2 separate regions of the Triticum aestivum genome follow, and region 2 is linked to region 1. The links are chromatin contacts, called in public Hi-C maps. All regions are on one chromosome and are shown on one strand. The core of a region is the stretch at or near the end of the contact, and the rest is flanking DNA. Distances in the headings are between cores, read along the strand shown.

The links. Hi-C and Micro-C count contacts between places; a contact is called where the count stands out from the background.
Region 2: a Hi-C map of leaf shows a contact between it and region 1, with 6 times the contacts expected there. The contact joins the promoter of LOC123070146 here to the promoter of LOC123065440 in region 1. A contact is called at or near these places in 2 of 5 Hi-C or Micro-C datasets (both in leaf) and 1 of 1 datasets of contacts at active chromatin or transcription factors (leaf).

Annotation. Positions count from the first base shown.
Region 1 is chr3B:418,904,316-418,907,944 of IWGSC CS RefSeq v2.1, forward strand. LOC123065440 reads left to right here and starts at 1,915. Exons shown (of 1, transcript XM_044488713.1): 1 at 1,915-3,629. The coding sequence starts at 2,689. The coding sequence ends at 3,270. LOC123070141 (nucleolin) reads right to left here and starts at 600. Exons shown (of 6, transcript XR_006433474.1): 1 at 153-600; 2 at 1-54.
Region 2 is chr3B:419,040,786-419,044,414 of IWGSC CS RefSeq v2.1, forward strand. LOC123070146 (probable protein phosphatase 2C 7) reads left to right here and starts at 1,696. Exons shown (of 8, transcript XM_044493167.1): 1 at 1,696-2,186; 2 at 3,307-3,434; 3 at 3,509-3,607. The coding sequence starts at 1,885.

The DNA of each region.
Region 1 (3,629 bases), core at 665-3,164:
GAGGCCCCGCCTTGCGCTTGCTCTTGTGCTGCTCTCTGCCCGCGAACAGCGATTCTGCAAATCAACAAAACCCCTAAACATTGCAAAGGAGGAAGGCGAACACCAACCACAGAGGAATCTGGGGGAGGCGGGGACGGGGATGAGAGCCACACCGATGAAGGAGGGTGGATTGAGCCCCGACGGGAGGTCCAGGAGCTCTTTGCTAGGCTCCCCCATGGCTTCCGACGAACGAGAGAGAAGGTCACCACGACTCCGCGCAGTGTGCGCGGCGAGTGCGACGTCGGCGTGGAGAGCGAGAGACAGAGGCGACGCTGCGCGTGCGGACAGCCGGCCACGGCACGTTCGACGGCGGCGGCGCAGGACGCAGGCACGTCTACCCGAGCACGCGCGGGCGGCGAGTGCGGCCGATGGGGAGTTGGGGACGGTAGAGGAACAGGCTGAAGAGCTGCGGCCGAACGGCGTCGAGAAAAGTGGGCGGAGCGAGCGTGGCGGCCAATGGGGACGGGGACGTCCAGGAGGAGGACAGGCGAGGCGAGGCAGATAGAGCAGAGGAAACGAGAAAGATTGTAGGCGCGTGCGTGAGCGGCGGCGGGGAGGCAGGATGGATCGGACGCTAGGGCTTAGGAGGAGACCCCGGCACGGCCTGGCCTAAACGGGCCGGCACGACCCACCCAGGCACGCCTAATACACAGGCCGTGCCGGGCCGGCACTCGTGCCGCGCTCCCTGGCCCAGACACGGCACAACCCGTTTAGCACACCGGCTCGCCTGATTTGGGGCTATTTTGGGCCTATTTGGACTGTTGGCTAATACTCCTTCGTTCCTTTGTACAAGGTGTACTAAAAAAAAGGTGTATTTGTTTTTTCAAAAGTCAAACGAGTGCATGTTTGACCGAGTTTTTAGAAAATGTATCAATATCCACAATACAAAGTTTATACCTTTTGATCTGTCATGAAAAGTAGTTTCATATTTTATCTATTAGGTGTCACAGATGTTGTTATTTTATTCTAGAATCTTGGTCAAACATTCATATGGTTGACTTGCATGGAAGTCAATACACCTTATATTCTGGAACGGTGGAAGTATATAATAAGATTCTTAAAAATATAAAAATAGTAAGTGGGTCGTGTTGTGTCGGCACCCGTGTTGTACAAGCCACTTGCCGCCAGGGCCCGATTATAAATGTCTCCTGCCAGGCCCATCACGGACCGGGCACGCAGGCCATCGGGCCAGCCCGCCAGGACCAGCCAATTTGGCCACCGTTTGCTTGGGAGTAACAAACCTGTCGGCCCATCTGTTGCGGGTCAGGTCTTCTTTAGGTGATGATCTACCTTGTCTCAAATAAAACATCGTCTTGCAGATGCCTTGGAATTGAGCCCGATATGCAGAGCCCGCAGTGTACTGCCACTTGCCGTTCAGTTCCATTTGATCTTGTCCGGAATCCCATGTCTAATGTTGCAGCACGGGAGTTGTATTATTGTGCAGTGCGCCAGGTTTTTAATCCAGGTATCTTCAGGGCATTTACAATGGACGGACGCTTTGAACATAAAAATAATAATTAAGGGAGAAGCATCGATGGTGGAGTCTGTTGGGGCAACGCACACGCGCCTATTTGAGCGCTACCGTGATACCGTGATAGGTTGAGGATCTATTGCTCTTGTTAGAAAGGCCCACGCGGGAAAAAAAGAAAAGAAACCAGGCGCCCGACGACAGGCTTGGCATTGATGCCAGCCAGAATCCTGGGATGGATCGGGATTTTAACGAAACGGCCAGGAATTGGAACCTAGGGCCTGGTCTTAGCACCGGCGTTGTAGATGCCCTCGGCAAGTGCAGCCCTAACAGTCCTATTCTTCCATCTCGAGTGGATGAATAGGTGTCACTTGCAGGCACCTAGAGGGAAGAAAAAAGGCACACTCTCATTGATTCATCTTATTGCCTGGAAAGTGTGGCGCGAGCGGAACACACGCATCTTCCAGCAAGAATCACTGCCTTCCACGGTGATGGTGCAAAAGATTAGAGATGAAATCATCCTTTGGAACATGGCTGGAGCTGTCATACCGTTCTACCCAGGCCGAGGAAACGGCAAGGTCGCTCTCTCCATAGATAGAATAACTCGCCGAGCGCTCCCTCCCCGCAAGGGCGCTCCCTCCGCCTAGCGCTCCCTCCCCGCTCCCGCCGGCGGCCACTCCGGCCCCGGCGTCCACGCCTCCCCACCGGCGGCCACTCCGGCCCCGGCGTCCTCGTCGCTTGCCTGCGCCCTTGCGGGCCCCTTCTCCTCCTTCCCTCCCCCCCTGACCCCCTCTCTCCACCAGTTGGCGTCAATGGCTTCCGGGTCGCGCAGCCCTCCCTCGGTCTCGTCGACCTTCTCGCGCGACAGGCCGGTGGTGTCCAGTCTCGGCCTATCTGGCTCGCCGGGGTCGGCGGGCTCCTCGTCGGCGGGCGCTGCGGTGGTCGGTCCTACGGTCCAGGCGGCCCCCGCGCCTGATGCGGGATGGCGCAAGACAGGGCCTTCCCGCAAGGCCATGTGGCGCCGCCGTCGTGCGCTGCGGCGCCAGTAGGGTGCTGGCGCGCAGGATGGTCGGAGCTCTCCTACCTCGTCGGAGCATCGTCAGATCCCGCAGGATCTTTGGGGTCTCTGTTTCAGGTGTTTCAAAGATGGTCACCGGCGGCAGGACTGCACGAACGACCCCATGTGCATCCGATGCGGGCTACCTGGACATGTTTCCTCCCAGTGCAAGAGGTCGCGCAGTCCCGTCTCGGCGGATGAGCTCTGTCGCGCGGTGATCTCCAAGGTTGCCAGGACCGGGCCGGTGCCGGCGTCGCTGCACAATGTGGGGGGGTTGCTGACGGAGCCTAGGCAGGACGCACCGCGTGTGCTGCCTTTGCCAGTTCCGCCCAGCTTCCCTCCCATGGTGCCCGCCTACACTACCTCGGCCCCGGCGGCGGCGGAGGTCTGCATCTTGGCGCGCTCTGAGGGGATGGATGACCTTGAGCGCCGGCCGCAGCTGGCCATGGTGGCTTATGTCGGGGGATCACGGCCGTCGGTTTCATGTGTGGATGCAGCTATAGCAATCTCTGAAGAGCTCAACATCCCGCGCCATTGCTTCTCGGTGCACAAATATCACCCGGAGGATTTCCTCATCGTGTTTGCTTCGCGTGAACTCCGGAATAGAGCATTGGCCAGTCCATCGGTGGAGCACCAGGGTTTCAAGCTCTTCATCAAGCCGTGGTTGAGGCAGGCTCAGGCAAAATCCAGATTGATGCGTGTTTAGGTTGATCTGATGATCGAGGGTGTGCCGTCCCATGCTTGGGCCAGATCCACAGCGGCGGAGCTACTGGGGAGTTCATGTCTGATTGATAGCCTGGCACCGGAGACAGAAAGCAGGGAAGACCTCTCTCTATTCAAGCTTCGTGCCTGGTGCGTAGACCCGGACGAGATCCCGGCTTGCCGGAGATTGTGGGTGCCGGAGCCGCCTGCACTTGGAGAGAACCCGGCGGAGCGCCGCCCGTCGTTTCGTCAGCTGTTGGAATATCCGATCTTGGTTCACATTGGCAGGTTGCGGGATTTCTCTCCTCCAGAGCTCTGGTGTCGCTCGCCTAGCTCAGACGGCAACAGTGGCCAGAGCGGCTT
Region 2 (3,629 bases), core at 446-2,945, 140 kb after region 1:
GTAGCGACGAGAGTAATAAAAACTTAAAAGTAAAGAACATAAATTAAAGGACTGTAAAAAAAGGTCATTAAAAATGTAAAAAAAAAACTGATACAAGAAAAGACAAAAAGAAAACATAATTTACAACTGCCATACTCTATTTTATAAAAAATGTCATGCTAAACTTAAAAAAATGTTTTATCTAGACAAGTCTAATAAATTTTCCATGGTCCAAGCGCAACTTTTTTTGTTGCAAAAAACAAAAATGTCACCCTCTTAATAGTAAAAATACCATCCATTTAATAATAAAAATACCTCTGTCTTAACTCTTAGTAATAAAAACGCCATGCTCTAAAATAATAAAACCGCCATCTTGTTCTTAATAAAACAAGCATCATCCTAAAAATAAACTGCCATGTTATTAATAACAAATCTCTTATTAATAAAACTATCGTCCTCTTAATAATAACTAGCGTACGTGCCGTGAGTTGCAACTGGAGAAAAAATACACCCCTCATACACACTCAACGACAATCCCTTAAAATATTTCAGGTTGTCGAGAAACAACATGATAAGTGGTGTTGCAGGAAGACAAAAAGGTAGGACAATATTTTAATATACTAAAGTACGTCCAATTTATTAGACACACCGTTAGCACATGTGCATCCCTTGTGCCGTCAATATTAGATTTTATAAGAGCATCAGACTATCTTATCTAGTCAATTTAAATGAGTAGAAAACATGTAGAATATGCATTTTCAATATACACCATATAAAGAAAAATAGTAATTAAGGGTGCACTCTAAACATAATTTTAGAAAATATTAACATGCAGGTTAATAGCATATTTGGAAACTATACATTTTTCTGAATAATTTCCATATATTACTGTTTAATTTGCTTTTAGGATTTGAAATGTATGATTTTTTAAAGCATTTAAATCTGTCAAAAAGGAAAAAAGTTTAAAAATAGAGTAGCTGGGCTAAAACAGCAAGATTGTGCAAAGATGGGCTTAGGCTAGGCAATTTTATCCTACGCCAACGAAAATTGAAGAGAAAATGCACGAAAAAGGAAGAACGAGGATTTAAACTCGGGTCTCCTCTTCGGAGACCGGAGATATTAGGCTCAATCCACCAGACTACTTCGATGGATGTGAAACATTTGGGGCCTCGCTTTAAATAAACAATAAAGCCAACGGCGACTTAGAAGGAAAAACATTTTTTTTCCATTTACCGGTGGCATATGGGGTAATTGCTGATAACTTTAGGGGTAAATCTGATGACGGGCAGACAGAAGCAACAACCGTTTTATTATTAGGTAGAGATTTCAAATAATAATATTAATAATAATACAAATCATGTTTTTAATAATAAAAGTGCCATGCTCTCAATAATAAAAATTTCATGTGAGAAAGTAAAAATATATATTCAAAAATTGCCATGAAGAAGTGATAAAATTTCCCAAAAGCAAACCGACAACAGAACCGGTGAACTGGCGGTCCGACGGTAAAAATCTGACCATACAGCCTTACCGATTCGATTACCTGTTCGGTTTTTCAAACTCTGCTACTTTTTTTTGAGTCTTTATAAAACTATGCTACTAATTCCTTCGTTTTAATTTCCTTCGAACCGAATGAGCCTTTAGCTGGGCCTTGAGGCCTCATTTCGCAGCGGAACTGACTGGGCCAAGCCTATCCTGTCGTCAAAGCCAGCTCGGGGCGATCGGGCGAGCCGGAGCCGCAGAACCGAACGGGAGAACAGGGGCTCGATTTCTTCCAAGAAGCAGAAGGCGGATCGGGAATTCACGCCCGGACTCCAGTTCCCCGCCGCCTACAGCTCACCCACGCTCGCCGCCCGCCACCCTCCTCCGGAGAAGCTTATTTTTTGGGCATTAGAGGCAATTGAGATGGTGCCCGATGGCGGCGTCAAGGACCAGGAGGCCCCGAGCTCCTCGTCTCCACCCGCTGCGGCGATAGCGAGGGCGGCACGGCCGCCTAGGCCAGTGAGCTTTAAGACCAAGAGGATCGCGTGGCACCCGCTCAAGCACCGCCGGTTCCGCGTGGGGGCCACCAAGACGATGTTCGAGGCCTCATCGTCCGCTCGGCTGGTAAGGGGAGCCAGAGAGGTGGGGGAGGCTACCACGGCGGCGGCGGCCATGGGGCCGCCCAAGGAGGACGAGAAGGGGCACATATGCGGCAGCTGGAAGAGGTAACATCATGCTTGGATGACCCTACTGTTCTCTAGGCCATATGCTAGATTTTGTTAGAATCTTTATTGATTAAAACATACAGTGAGAGGATCTAGGCCAAACAATGGCATTGCTTCCCTGGGGTAAGATGGTCACTAGGGAAAAAAAATACATAGCTTGGTTCCTCGTCACTCGTTATCGCTGGTTGTCGCATTTGTAGATTATATATGCTTACATGATTATAGGGAAAGCCCTCATGTGTTTAGTTAGCTTAACTAGTACTCTTCTCTAATTTTTAACTCTTGTATAGGATTAACAACAATCATCTGATACTTTTATACTTCATTCACTGATACATGCTAATTCCTAGTCCGCGTAGATGAACCAATGTCAAGTACATACTTCAAAGGTGATGAGGAGACACAATCACCATTGACAGTATAGACGTTATCAGAAGAAAAGGTTAGAAATTCTTAAAATTGGATTATAGAAACTTTTTCAAAGGTTACCTATTCAAGTCATGTCTCTGAGTCATCAATGTCCCCCAAATTATCTAACTTGCTGAAAATTGCAAAAATGTCTCATGTCAGATGACAGATTCTGTAATTAGTACTCGGTGATTATGTTTTATCATGCATAAGAGTGTGATGTTGATTGGGAGGTGATTGATAGTGGGGGCGTCAATTGCTTGTGTCTCTATTTCTCTCTCACTGAACCTTTTTGTGTGAAAAGCTGCTACGAACCATTTACTAAGCAAAAATACAATGCATAGTTTTTGTTGGTTTAATCAGAGTGCGATCTGTACAATGTATCTACACTGAGTATTTGCTTTTAAACTGGTGCTTGGTGATGTGTGGTACTGTGGCACTATCAAGCACCTATAAACGACCACTTGGAGATGCTCTTGTCAGCAATTACCAGACCATATGAGTTGTTGTAAATTGCTGCTACCCTTTGGCTGTTGGTTCTTGCTTTTGTTAGAATTATGGATAAGAAGAGAAGATAATGGACTGCACTGACTAAATATATGCTAAACGGCTTGATCCTTAATTGATAACATATCCATATCGGTGCAAAGTATGCCTATTCGTCTTCTATTATATTCCTTAATTCTCCCCTTGCGAACATCTGTGGTTGCAGTGAGGATGGAAGTTTGTATTGTGGATATTCTAGCTTGAGAGGGAGAAGAGCAAGTATGGAAGACTTCTACGACATGAGATCATCTAAAATGGATGCTAAAAACATAAAACTTTTTGGAGTATTTGATGGTGAGAAATTCACCGTTTAAACACTTCATTGTGTCTCGTTTATTGTTCAGACTAAAGTTATTTTGTCATCACAGGACATGGTGGTTCATGTGCCGCGGAGTATCTCAAGGAGCACTTATTTGAAAATCTCCTGAAACACCCCTCTTTCATTACTGATACAAAAACAGCAATAAGTATGATGTTTACTCATGAGCG